Linked DNA regions of Sus scrofa: regions 2 and 3 are each linked to region 1. Evidence: chromatin contacts called from public HiChIP or PLAC-seq data. All regions are on one chromosome and are shown on one strand. Each heading gives the region's core, a stretch centred on a gene start, on an enhancer-like site or on the middle of the called end of the contact. The rest is flanking DNA. Distances are from core to core; before and after follow the strand shown. Region 1 has its middle 230 kb from the start of PTEN. Region 2 overlaps RNLS (renalase). Region 3 holds the start of KLLN (killin).

The links. HiChIP or PLAC-seq counts read pairs in DNA pulled down with a chosen protein or histone mark.
Region 2: an H3K27ac HiChIP or PLAC-seq map of skeletal muscle shows a contact between it and region 1, with 9 times the contacts expected there. The contact joins two enhancer-like sites. A contact is called at or near these places in 1 of 5 promoter capture datasets (liver), 11 of 47 Hi-C or Micro-C datasets (alveolar macrophages, embryonic fibroblasts, epiblast stem cells and 6 more) and 2 of 2 datasets of contacts at active chromatin or transcription factors (alveolar macrophages and skeletal muscle).
Region 3: a contact with region 1 is called in an H3K27ac HiChIP or PLAC-seq map of skeletal muscle, with 7 times the contacts expected there. The contact joins the promoter of KLLN here to the enhancer-like site in region 1. A contact is called at or near these places in 4 of 5 promoter capture datasets (fetal liver, fetal skeletal muscle and liver), 26 of 47 Hi-C or Micro-C datasets (adipocytes, adipose tissue, alveolar macrophages and 16 more) and 2 of 2 datasets of contacts at active chromatin or transcription factors (alveolar macrophages and skeletal muscle).

Annotation. Positions count from the first base shown.
Region 1 is chr14:100,154,912-100,159,306 of Sscrofa11.1, reverse strand. No RefSeq gene overlaps it. Among named protein-coding and RNA genes, the nearest start is that of PTEN, 230 kb to the right of the region's middle. Within about 2 kb of position 2,631, at least 22 of the 83 cell types and tissues checked have an H3K27ac peak or open chromatin away from gene starts, as enhancers often do. A contact at or near this core is called in adipose tissue, fetal liver, liver and 4 more, where this site is marked.
Region 2 is chr14:100,410,461-100,414,855 of Sscrofa11.1, reverse strand. All of the region lies in intron 4 of RNLS (renalase), which reads left to right. Among named protein-coding and RNA genes, the nearest start is that of RNLS, 190 kb to the left of the region's middle. Within about 2 kb of position 2,640, at least 43 of the 83 cell types and tissues checked have an H3K27ac peak or open chromatin away from gene starts, as enhancers often do. A contact at or near this core is called in fetal liver, liver, omental adipose tissue and 1 more, where this site is marked.
Region 3 is chr14:99,927,091-99,931,485 of Sscrofa11.1, reverse strand. It overlaps KLLN (killin), which reads left to right and starts at 2,599. Exons shown (of 3, transcript XM_021073704.1): 1 at 2,599-2,682; 2 at 3,052-3,240; 3 at 3,243-4,395. The coding sequence starts at 2,599. The coding sequence ends at 3,815. It overlaps PTEN (phosphatase and tensin homolog), which reads right to left and starts at 1,430. Exons shown (of 9, transcript NM_001143696.1): 1 at 1,114-1,430. The coding sequence starts at 1,192.

The DNA.
Region 1 (4,395 bases), core at 1,382-3,881:
TTTTTAACTACAACAGCCCTCCAGCCCCACAAGGATGGCCATTCCCCAGGTTCATGAGCAGAAGCCCCAGGAAGATTTCGTGTGACATACCGAGGCATCAGGAAGGGCACAGCAAGGTGACCTGGGGAGACTTTTCTCAGCACCCCCACACACACACACACACCCCCATTTGGTAAATTAGAGAAGATCAGTAAAAACTGGAAGGAGACTCGAGGCTCACATTATTTCTGGATGGTTTGCTCCATGTAAATAATAGGAACTTTATGGTGGCAAACAGATTGTACATTATCATTAGTATGATTTCAGCCTGCTTTATGGCTCCTCAGCTAGTTGGAAACATATTTTTAGTTCTAATATCAAAACCTGTCAGAATTTGTTTTGCTAAAGCTAACAGAATGATACAGGTCAGATCAATTATTATGAAAAATTCAATTAAGAAAGCGCCATATGTGGCACTATAAAAAAGACTGCGCCGGCACATATGGCTGGAAAAAAGTGACGGCTCCAACACTGTCCTGCCCTTCAGTCCTTGTCACTGTGGCCATATTGGAGGGGAAACTCCCTCCTCCTTTTCCATGCTAGGCTCATGCTCCTCTCTGCCCCCCCAAAACTCCTGCTCTCCTCTGTCACCCCAACCCAGGGGATCGGCAACCAGTTTAATTGTGTTTGCCTGCAGAGGACTTAGTTAACAGGGCTTCTGGTATTCCAGAGCGCTGAAATGTTTAAACAGGAAACAAAGAAACGTTTGGACAATTAAATACAAGGGCTCAAGTTTTATTGGCTGTCCTACCTCTGGCCTGCTGCAGGAGGGGTCATGGGTTAGGAACACCAGCTCTGGGATCCCAGGAGTTGGATTTAGGTCCCTACTCTGCTACTTGCTCTTCATGTGACAGTGAAGAATGCACTTAATCCCACTAAGCCTCACTTCTCTTATCTAAAAATGGGGATAATAACATCAGCTCCCTCATGTATCTGTCAAGTAAACTCAGTGAGATAACGCACGTTAAAGTACTTAGCATGGTGCCTGGCGAATCGTAAAAACTCAATCCGTATTAGTTATTATCTTTATTTTTCTGTCATTGACAGGCAACAGGTGTGGTGGAAAGGCTTACAATTTAAGTCAGGTAATCTGGACCTGCCATTAGCTCTAACACTGCAGGTTGGTCAGTTCACCTCTCTACTTCCTCATCAACAAACGGAGAGGAATCAGACTTCCCATTGTGGCGCAGTGGAAATGAATCCGACTAGTAACCGTGAGGTTGCAGGTTTGATCCCTGGCTTCACTCAGTGGGTTAAGGATCCGGCCTGGCTGTGAGCGGTGGTGTAAGTCACAGACATGGCTCAGATCCCATGTTGCTGTGGCTGTGGTGTAGGCTGACGGCTGCAGCTCCAATGCGACCCCTAGCCTGGGAACTTCCATGTGCCCTGAGTGCAGCCCTAAAAAGCAAAAAAAAAAAAAAAAAAAAAAAAAAAAAAAAAAAAAAAAAGAGGGAGGAATCATATCCATCCGGCAGAGTTGTTTCAGGCTTCAGCGAAATACTGCATGGGGAAAGTGCTTGCAAACCATTATGTGATATGCAAGCATAATTTAATGTAATCATCTCCGAGCTAGACCTGAGCCTCTGGAAGCACTGGGCAGATGCCATCTATGTGAATTTGTTCAGAATATGGACTATCCAGACAGTTGAGTAATACCAAAAAGCATCCTAAGAGTCTAATGATGCAAAGCAAAAAAATGAGGCCCAGAAACGAGGCGGTCTGAACTCAGAAGGGTCGGAGACAAACAGCAAAGCCAGGTTCACAAAGAAATTGCCTGACTTCTCGCACTTAATAGCTTAGCATCTTTCAAAGAGATGAGACACAATTTTTTCAAGTCCCCAAATTGATAGGCAATAGCATGGTTTCAAGTCAGGAGTCGACAATGGTTTTTGCCTCTTAAAACTATAACCCAAGAGATATACCCGGGTGGGGTTGCTGGGACACACCCCCATTGGCAGCCATTCTGGGGCTGGCCAGGCCTGGCCTCAGCGTTTTGCTGATGGAGGCAGCCAGTGATCTGACCACTTGGCTCGGATGGTGGAATGTTTCAACCTTCTGGTCCGCAGCTCTTGGCTAACAATCATGCTCTCCGAGGGCCCTTCCAGCCTGACCATCCTCCAAGGCAAAGTGAACTGATTATTTACACACAACTCTTCCTTCTTGGACTCCGAGGCCTGGGGTGTGGTATGCATTTTCAGCCTGAGTCTCTTGCTTTTGGAAAGCCTCGGGGATGTCGGTACCCCACAGGAACATGGCAAGGGGGAAGGAGGTTGGGAGAAAATGAAAGGAAGGAGGAAGCAGCCAGTGTTCTCGCCAGGCCCTGCTTTGCCTCTTCAGGTGGAGGAAGAGGAAGGGTGGCGTCAAGGTTGCACCAGAGCGGTTCTGAGGAGGAAGCAGTTTGGGGAAGCGGCAGCTTGCAAAGCTCAGGGGAGCTGCTGGCTCCTGGAGGAGGTGGCCTCGTCCCCAGGGAGACTCAGTGTCAGGGGCCCACCGGGAGAGCGGGGTCCTGCTCCTTCAGGGTCACAAAGGGGCTGTAGGCAGGAGCAGGAGACACGTCCCGGGCAGATGGCAACGGACACGGCGGGGCCGGGGCCATGAGCCTGGCCTCGTCCCCACGCTCTGGTCTCCACCTTGGTTTCCTCTTAGCTGTGGCTAAAGAAACAAAACCACGATTTAAAAAAAAAGAAAGAAAAAAAAAAAAAACCCTTACGTGTGTGATTTCAACATTTTATTCAACGGCAGCGGGGGGGGGGGGGGCCTATAGCTTAGCAAGCCTCCTGGGGGCTCCTTCCTCCCCACCTGCTTCCTTCCTGTCCCCTCTCGCTGCTCCCTCTGCTTTCTCGCCCCAGACCCCTTCCCTCAAAATGTCTCCTACTTGCCCCCCCTTTTGCTCTTGGCCCCCTTACCCTCCTCTCTGCTCCCCTCCTTTCTGCCCCCCTCTCTCTCTACCCGCCTCTCTCTCTGCTCCCCTCCATCCTCCCCTCTCTGCTCCCCACACTCCACTCCCTGTCTTTGCTCTCCCCTCTGTCCCCCTCTTCTCTCAACTCTGCTCCCCCCTTTTCTGCCCGCTCCTCCCCTCTGCACCCCCTCTCTTTCCCCTCTGCTTCCTCCTCTCTTCCCCCCTCCCCCGCTCCCCTCTCTCCCCACTCTTCTCCCCCTTCTGCTCCCCCCTCTCCTCTCGCCTTGCCCCCCTTCTCCCACCTCTGCTCCCCTGCCCCGCTCCCAACCCTTGCTCCCCATTCTGCCCCCCTTTGCCCCCTCTTCTCTGCTTCCCCCCCTCAGATCCCCCCTCCTCTCTCTTGCTCCTTTTAGTCTATCTTTCCTGTCCGCAGGCCATCTCTTCAAAATGCCCTGATGAGGACTTTCTGATTTCTCTGTTTCTGGCTCCCAGGACTTTAAAGAGAGTGTAAAATCTTCTATGCCACTGTCAAAAGGCTTTGATGCGGGTGGGGAAAGAATAAGGGAGAGGATATGGTGACTCAAGTTTAAAGAAAGTAAGTGTAATGATCAAATAAGTTTCTGGTCAGTTTTCTAGGAGTACCGATTTCTTCTCATATTTCTTCGCAGCCTCCATAGAGCCTAGCACTATGCCCAACATATGAAAAATACTACGTAAGTATTTGTTGACTGAGTCAATGAATGAATGGAATGAATGAATGAATACTAAAACAAAGTGTGGTTTTAATCCTTTTGAACACATGCAGCCACCATGCCAACTGAACCAGCAAGCAGATGTGCCCAGTCTTTAGAGGATCTTGGAAATCCTCTAGTGAATGGACATATTCACTAATAATTTGCACAAGTGTTATTAAAATGTACATGCTGCTGCTAAGCTTTGCCCTCTTCCATGGGCTAACATTTCCCATGTTTACATTACTAATTTTCTGGGCAAACCTTCTTTTACAAACACAGGTAGAATCCCAATCCACAGGTTCAGTAAACAGAGCCGTGGACTCTGCCCACATCCCATGGTGACACTGCTTTACTTGCCCCATCCTCTCTGTACCCACCTGGTTCCCTGGCCAGCTTGATCTAATTCATCCTCTCAACAAATATTTGTTTTATATCTTTCTATGCCAACCTTTATGCTGCGTGTTTCACACATACCATCTCATTTAATCCATTCCCTGCCCTGAAGAAGGTACAGCTATTATCTCTATTTTTCTGATGAGGAAACTGAGGCAAAAGTTGATCAGATGGGTTCACTAACCATCCTGGTTTGCTCACCTCTGAGGGGGCTCCCAGGATAAGAGACTTGCAATTTTCCTTCCAGGACAGTCCCAGGCAAACTGGCCCAGTGTGCATGGGGCTGTGGAGTTTCCTGGGACATGGGACTTTCAATGCTAAAATGGAAAA
Region 2 (4,395 bases), core at 1,391-3,890, 260 kb before region 1:
ACCTGAGTTGGAGAAGATGGAGTACAAGAAATTAGAGAAATCAAGAAGGAAGCTATTGCAATAGTCTGGGAGGAAAAAATTGTAACTGTAGAGAGGGGTAGAAGTGGCCTGGTTCAAGATGCCTTTTGTGAATTGAATCTATGTTGATAAATTAGGTATGGGAGAAAGTAAAGACAAAGATGCCATTCAGGTTTTTAGCTTGAGAAATTGGTGAATGTTGATGCTATTAACTAGGTCTGAAAAAAGAATGAATTTCTTCTTTGTTGTTGTTCTTGGGTTTTGTTTTTTTGTCTTTTTTAGGACTCTATGTGCTGCATATGGAAATTCCAAGGTTAGGGGTCCAATCAGAGCTGCAACAGCCAGCTTATACCACAGCCATAGTAATGCAAGATCTGAGCCGCAATGTCAGATCCTTAACCCACTGGGCAAGGCCAGGAATTGAACTTGCATCCTCAGGGACACAAGGTTAGTTTCTTAACCTGCTGAGCCACAGTGGAAACTCCAGGAATGGCTTTCAAAGAAAGAGGTGGAAATAGTTAGGTACCCGACTTCTACATGACAAGTGTAAGAAGTCAGTGATATACTTCATTGAAATGGATTCAGAACTGCCCTCTGAGCTCTCACCTGTACCACTACTATCTCCTCTTCCAAACACCCACATTCCCTATGTCTGTGTTTTCGAGGTCTGAGGTCATGAAAGGCAGAGAGCCACACACACACCTCTATTTGCCCTTCCCACTAAACTATAGGCTGATGTAGTTTCTGATTCTCTTTTCTGCGTTCAGAGCATCTACTACTGTCTGTCCTGCAGGACAACTTCAAATCATTTCCCCAACACCTGTGTGGCATTAGAAGTATTGGATTTGTGGCCAGAAAATCTCTGCTATTTTTCTTAGTAGCTGAGTGACCTGGAGCATGCTATTTAATTTCTGGGAGCCCTGCTGGTCTTTGAAAATATCAATGATTACATGTAAAAGCACTTTGTAAAGTGTAAGCAGTTCCATAAATAGGTGTTGTTATTCATTTTCTCATTTTAATATCAGACATCACCTCTGCTACAAATAATCTGCCGTTCAGTTTGTCCTATTCTCTCCCTTTCCTTCTTGCCTGCTTCTTCGGTCTCTAGTCCCTTCTGCCACATAAATTTGCTTTCCTGAAAAAGCTGGTTATTTGGAGACATCATCACCAGCCAATCAGAGCTCACCATTCCTTCTGGCTGGTAAGCCAATCAGATGTAACCTCCAGGTCTCTTTTCAGTGTTGCTAGGGCTTCAGGTCTACTTCTAAAAGCTGACTTGCTTGCTTTCTGGTAGTTCTCATTCTCTCTCTCTCTCCTCTCTCATTCTCTCTCCTTCTCCTTCTCTCCCTCCCCCACTCCCCCCTTCTCCCCCTCCTCCTTCCTGTCCTTCCTCTGCATCCCTCTCTCCACTCCTCATTCAGGGTTTGGAGCAATTCCAAATACTTAAGCCTTCCGGAAGTTTGGGTTATGGATAAGCAAGGTTTGACAGTGTTTTTTCCCTTGAGAAATAGAGAACAACTATTCCGTGTTCAATATCATAGCAAGTATTTCAGCAGCTTAATATCCCTTGGCTACATACAATTTAATTTTTTTTATGGGAGTTTTGTTTTTTGTTTTGTTTTGGGTTTTTTTTGGTGTACAAATCGACCTTAATTCAGATAGACCAGAACATAAACTGGTATTAAATTTGGGAATAAAACATCCTATCACTTGAGCCTCATTGGGCTTCACAAAATAACATTCAGAATATTTTAGAGCTCTTCCAGTTTTTAATTGATGACAGAAGATGGTAAACACATTGCTCCTGTTTCTTTGACTTTCAGTGCTGGGATTTTTGAAAATAACCACTAAGGATAGCAGTGATTTGGGAACTAATACCTAATGGCTAAGTGGGTGTCCTCTCACTCACTTCCTGTTTATCTTTGGAAACTAATTAACATGGGAATAATAGCTAGAAACCCTCCCTGTTTAGAAGACCCACTGGTCCATCTTTAAATGCTATAGAGCTGGAATGTTTAAAAAGATTCCCTTAACACAGAACAGCTCTGCTTTCCAAAACCCTAAAGACGTTTGATAAGGAAAAATAACTAAGAACTGATGTCTTTCTCATAACCTTTGCTACCTACTTAAAAACTGAAACAGTACAAGAATTTGCAGCTTAAAATGACCAGAGAAATGGCAGAAAGCCAGAATTCTGTCAGAGATGGCTTAGAAAAGCTTAATGATTAACAAATGGGTCACTGCCTTCAGGCTCTGACCTTTAGAACTAACCAGTTTTAGCCTTTTGGTTAGGTTCCTTCAAATCATTCTGTACCAGGGAAAAACACACTCCCTAATGGCACAGTACCACCCATCCAAAAAGGAATTCTTAGGCCAAAAAGGAATTCTTAGGCAGCCCACGTATTTGGTGAATAGATGTTCTGATACCATGTAGTTGGTCCTAAACACAGTATTAACAACTGTTAAATCATATATTTTTTGGTTAGAGTTTAGGGAAGGCCCTAAGCACTACTGCATATCCTGCAGGTGAAATGTACGAAATTCGGTTAACATGGTAACGGCTCTAAAAATACCTAGGCTACAGTTTAACCACAGAGTTTCCTCCTCAACGTAAAAGAGCCACCGTCACGAGCTGTTCGAAAGTGCAACAAAAGCAATCTCTATCGGACTTTGTGCAAGCAGGCTATTAAATCAGGCCTAGCAATGACAATCTGCAGCCACCCTGCATCAAAGTAATAATTAAAGTTTTGCAGACCAGAACAGCAGAGCACAACCCTGCTAAGAAAAATATAAAATTGATAAGGCTTTTCTTTTCTCCTCCAACCTGTTTTCTCTCTCACTCACCCCACCCCCACCTCCAGGTGGACTAAGCAGGGCGTGGCAGGGGTGCTGAGACAAAGAGTCACCACACTGTGACCGCAGGGCCCCACCCGAAGGAAAGCCTGGGGCAGAGGGACTCAAAGGGACAATGGGCCGGGTGCCACAGTTTTCCTGCTGCTTCTGCACCAGGCTCCCACACTGGGTGCAGAGGAGGCAGAATCACTCACATGGTGGTTCCTGTCTGGGCTCTTCACTTGGCAAAGACATGGTGGATGGGGTCAGCCTTTCTCTTGGAAGCCTTTGCAGTTAGAGTTGGAAATACAGTCAGCTCTTTTGAATTCTGAGGGTTGTTGGCTGTGCAGGGCATGAGGTTTCTTACTATATTCTGTCATGTCTAGGGTGCCTGATGTAATAAAAAAAAATACCTGGCACCCAGTTACATTTGAATTTCAGATAAACAATAATTTATTGAGCATAAGTATGTCCCATGCAATATTTGGGATATACCTACACTAAAAAAAAAAGTATTTACCCGAAATTCAAATTTATCTGGATGTCCTGTATTTTATCTGGCAGCTCTAGTAAAGTCCTTTCATTTTATTTTGTTTTTGTCTTTGTTTTTTGTTTCTCAGTAGTCTCCCTATCCTCCAATACCCAATCAATAAGATGGCTCTTGTTTGTTTGGAGTTTTTTTCACTTTGATTGGTTTTGTTGTTTAGTTTTGCTATGTTTTTAAGCTGTAGATCAATTTAGAAAGGCTAAGGAAAATGAACTAGCATTTACTGAGCTCATTCTTATGCCAAGCCTTGTATTAGGTACTTTTGATGCACATTTTTGTTTTATTTTGTTTGCTTTATTTTTCCCAATTCCTCACCTCATTCCTGACTGGTAAACTACCCATAATCTACATTTTACAAAAGAGGATACGGATGATCAGAGAGGTTGAGTCGCAACGTCACACAACTAACAAGTAGCAAAGCTTAGGATAAGCCAAGTGAGTATGACCCCAACTGGCTTTCTCAAACACTTAAGTATATCTGCATTAGTCATATTTAAATGTAGTGTTTAATTTCTGCATATACATAACATTAGGGTTTTTTTCCTTAACAAACCTCTACCAATAGCACAGATTCTTTAAGAAGTGAAAAGCTCTAATTGCTAGCTGAACTGGGAATTATTCTCCATCAAATCCTTCTAAATAATAAACTATTTTATTGATTTTTTTCCTGTTATTGGACCTCCAGCCCATTTCTGACTGCTCTCTACTAGAGCTATTCTAAGGACTTTCCATATATTAATTAATTGAATACTTAAATTATTTCTATGATATAGTGATACTGTAGTTATAACCTTTATTTTACAGACGAGGAAACTGAGGTGTAGAGAGTTTAAGTAACTTTCCCAAGGTCACACAGCCTAGGTTTTGCTGTCAGGAACACAGATTTAAATCATAGTTCATTTATTTATTAGTGTATGGCCTTAGGCAAGGCTCCATACCAAAAATTGGGAATAATAGTGCCTCTCTCACAGAGAAGAAATTTTGTACGTAGTAAGCAC
Region 3 (4,395 bases), core at 1,350-3,849, 230 kb after region 1:
CGTATGGAAAAAGCGGAACACACCTACAATCTGAAGCTGGAGTAATCCACTCTTGCCAGTCTGATTATTAGCTGATAAATTGTACTTGACATTCTACACAAGTCAGAGTAAGATTAACGGATACCCAAAGGTGTCAGAGGACATGATACCTAAATAAGGTGAGCAGCAATTCTGGCATCACAATAATACTTAAATTTCAAGTGAAACTGAAGTTTAATCTCTGCAATCACCATTTGCTACACACTATACCCTTCAACCTATACAACCTTATCATCTGGGATCAAAAACCACTCAATCTCCATTCTACTACTTGTCACAAGAGCACTGAATATAAAATGCTACTGAATTGCAAATTTCATATCCTATCCCATATCACCCCAATGGGGGGAGGGGAGCAAATTTAACAAAGATCTAATAAGAACGATTTATGAGATATACCACGGCACTATTGATTTCAAGCTACAAAACTTCCACATGCAGTTCAAAGTTGTAATTAACTTTGTTTTAACACACAAACCTACTTTTGCCTTCAAATGAGCACCATATATGCTAAAATGATTCTCTCTAAAGTTATGCAAATCAGTTCACAACTCACATTTTAAAAGAATCTATCAATGCAACCCAGGAAACTCAAAACAATCACTGCAAGATTCTGATGCAATATGCGTACGTGCAACACTAATTTTCATTTTAATCTGATCTATACCCTTGATCTAGGGCCTAAAGCCAAGATTTAATCGAAATATGCTCAACCTCAAAGCATCTACTTTTCTGTTCATTTAATAGACCGGATTACCGAGCTCACTAATCCACTAACACTGTACTGTATTCTGTATTAACGGACAATAGCCCTTAGGAAGAGACCCCGTAGACAGACTAAGAAACCCATGGGCGCCTTGACACTTGCAACCAAGCAAGAGTTCTGTCTAGATGAACACACCCTAGGCTGAATGCATTCAAAAGCAGCACAAAATATACATGATCTAGAAATCTGATTAGGGTTAAATGTTATAGTCACCCAAACTATGGACATTTTTCGCATCCGTCTACTCCCACGTTATAAGAGCGAGTGACAGAAAAGCAAAGAGGAGCAGCAGCCACAGAAATGGATACAGGTCAAGTCTAAGTCGAATCCATCCTCTTGATATCTCCTTTTGTTTCTGCTAACGATCTCTTTGATGATGGCTGTCATGTCTGGGAGTCTGTGGCTGAAGAAAAAGGAGGAGAGAGATGGCAGAAGCTGCTGGTGGCGGGGCTTCTTCTGCAGGATGGAAATGGCTCTGGACTTGGCGGTAGCTGATGCCCCTCGCTCTGCTGCCGCTTGGCTCTGGACCGCAGCCGGGTAATGGCTGCTGCGGCGGCTGCTGGATGGTTGCAGCGACTGGGCCTGCTTCTCCTCAGCAGCCAGAGATCTGGCAGCGGCGGCAGCGGAATGGGGAGAAGACGAATAATCCTCGGAAAGGCTGCCTCCTCCGGCGGCCTCTGGAGCCCGGGCCAGGGGGGGTGCGGCGGCGGCGGAGGGGAGGTTTAAAACCGGCCCGGGTCCCTGGATGTGCCGCCGCCGCCGCCGCCGTGTTGGAGGCAGTAAGAGGGGAGAGACCAACTCTCCGGCGTTCCCAGCCCTGGAAATGATGACAGGCGACTCCGACCCCCTCCCCGGAGCTGCAGCCGCCGCCGCCGCCGCCGCCGCCGCTTCTCCCCCCCGCTCCAGGAGCGGGAGGTGCCGCCGCCGCTCCTCAGCCGGCTCCCGCCCGAGCCCACGGCTTCCACCGTCCCTTTCAGAAGAAGCCGAGGAAGAGGCTGCACGGTTAGAAAAGAGGACGAAGAGGAGGCGAGAAACGCCGCCGCTGCCGCCGCCGCCGGCCGGCCGGCTCCCCGAGGGCGCTGCCCCCGCGGCTGCTCACAGGCGTTGAGAGGGGCTCTGGGCCGCGGCCGCCGCCGTCTCTCATCTCCTTCGCCTGAGCCCGGTCTCGCCTCACAGCGGCCCAACTCTCAAACTTCCATCATGGCTGCAGCTTCCGAGAGGAGAGAACTGAGCGCAGCCGCGTCCCGGCTCCGAACGGGTATCCTGCCGCAGTGCACAAAGAGTCCCGCCACATCACCGCCCGCCAGCCTGCCCGCCCCCTCCGCCGCCGCGCTAGGGGCAGGGGCGCCTGGGAGCCCGAGGGGAGGCGGGAGGCGGGAGGCGGGCCGGACCGCGCCAGGGGAGAGACGCGCAGGGCAGGGCTGGGGTTTTAGGGAGGGGGCAGAAGCGGCAGCTCTGGTGCGAGCGCCGAGTCCCCAACCTGCTGGCGCCACTGAGCATGCCCAGTATGACTGCCCGGGGCTCGCTCGGGCTTGTTCCGAGGCCCCCTCCTGAAGCTGCACTTGCTGCGGCTGCTTCTGCAGCAACGCAGGGTGGGGGGACGAGCTGAACCATAGCCTGTGCCCAGCAACGCAACCCGAGGCAGAATAGGCTGTTGCGAGCGAGACAGGGGGGTTAAGGTGAAGGCTGAGGCAGGTTCTTTGAGCAGTGTCACTGACGCGAGTCTGAGGTTACCTGTGCACAGGTGGGAAAGACCAGGTGACTGCGCTGGTAGTGTACCGGGAAGCGCAAGGATGGTCCCTACAGCGAGGACACCTCTCCCCTTGCCCCCAGATTTCCCTGGCACGGCCTGCAACCCCCCGTCCTTTTGCACCGCTGTCGGATCACAATCGTTCGCAGGGATTTGACTGCAGCAGCCTCTGCCAAAAAATCCACCTATCCCCCACCCCCACCCGTGTCCTCAAGGTGTCAGTCTTAATACAAAGAATCCCCTATTGTGTCTCTAGTGTGTATCACCTCATCCGGCTCCCTTGCATCGCCCCACCTCCCGCTTCCCCGGCAACCTGGTTCATTTGCCCTAAAATTGAAAGGTCCAGCAGAGCGTGCTGAATATGAACACATCGCCCCTGAATTTCTAGATCCCAAAGGACAAATGTCCAGGTGAAATGAAAGCTGATACCCGACGCTGGGATGCACCCCAGCCCCCTGGAGAGCAGAGAGCATCTCTCCCCTCGGGGTTCCAGTAGGGTTCACCGCGTCGAACTGAGCCAAAGACTCCTCGCCCCGCCCCCTTTTGGGCCGCTGTGAAAACCTGGCTGGCTGGATCGCCCCGGGGCCCGGTTCCGCGCTCCACCACCCGGGCGGAGACTCGGGTTGCTGGGCCGGAGAGTGAAGTACGCGACGGTAGGAAGCTGCAGCCCCGGCGAGTGGGCGGAGCCGAGGAGACCGAGGAGGGTTCAAAAAGAGGTGGAGGGATATACGGGCCACAGTCGGAACTACTTTCAGGGGGAGGTCACGTGTGATCCTAGTTGGGGAACTTTCCAAATTCCCACTCCCATTTGATAACTCCAGAGGCAAGTGTTTCGCTTCTTTTGCCCAGAGGGCTCCCGCCTTTCAGAAGCAGAGGGACCCCAGAGCCTCCTGGGTCTTGGTGGAAAGACAGGTTCAGACGAGCCTCCCGCTGAAGCGCTGTCGGGACTGGAGCCTGAGGAGCTGGTTACACAAGCACCCACATCCAAGCACGTGCCCCCGCCTCCCCTCGCCTTGGTCGCTGCCGTTGATTCTTGCAAATCTTAGAGCGAGACTTCCCAAACTGGTCGCACCCTTCGCCTGCTACCCCCAGAGCAAGCTAGAGGCCGGAAAACTGAGACTCCGCGTTCTAGATTCCCTAGCACCGCGACTTCTCAAACCCTGGGGGTCTGGAGCTAGTACACTACCCCTTAGGGCGAAACTTTCAGGTACTGTATTCTTGGGGCAAAAGGGTATCTCCGGGCAGCAGCCCGCTGCGTGAATTTAACGATGTTGCAACAAACTTTGTCACTGCCTCTGAGCTGGTGAGCGTGCCCCACCTACTGTAGACTCAGCCAAGTGACTTATCTGGTCGGAGAACCTAGTCAATGGCCTTCAGCCCAGAACAAACTTGTCAAGTCTGCTTACTTGGGACTGATAGACCTATCCCGTGAGGGAGCTGATTCAGAAAGGCTGACAACCAGAGCGCATTGACCAGCTGCAAAGTGAATTGTCCACCTTCGTTTGGAGAGGGTGGGCAGCAATACCAACCTAGAATTCCTTCTTTCTATCCCCTAGGAAGTAGAATTCAAGTAGAATTCGAGTCCAAAAGTATTTAAGTTGATAGGTTGAGGTACTAATAGTCTTTTAGATCTGAGAGAATGGAATCAGTTTGCATTTGTATTGCTGTAATTTTGAGTAGGTGCCTAGGAAGGTCTAAAGAGGATTTATTCAGTGTAAGAGAAAGAATATGGTATATGAGCACATTACAGTTGCAGGCAGCCCCTGAAGACTAGAAACCCCAAGAGAGCTAGTTTAGAAGCCACAGACCATTACCTAATTCCAGGACTACTAATTAAACC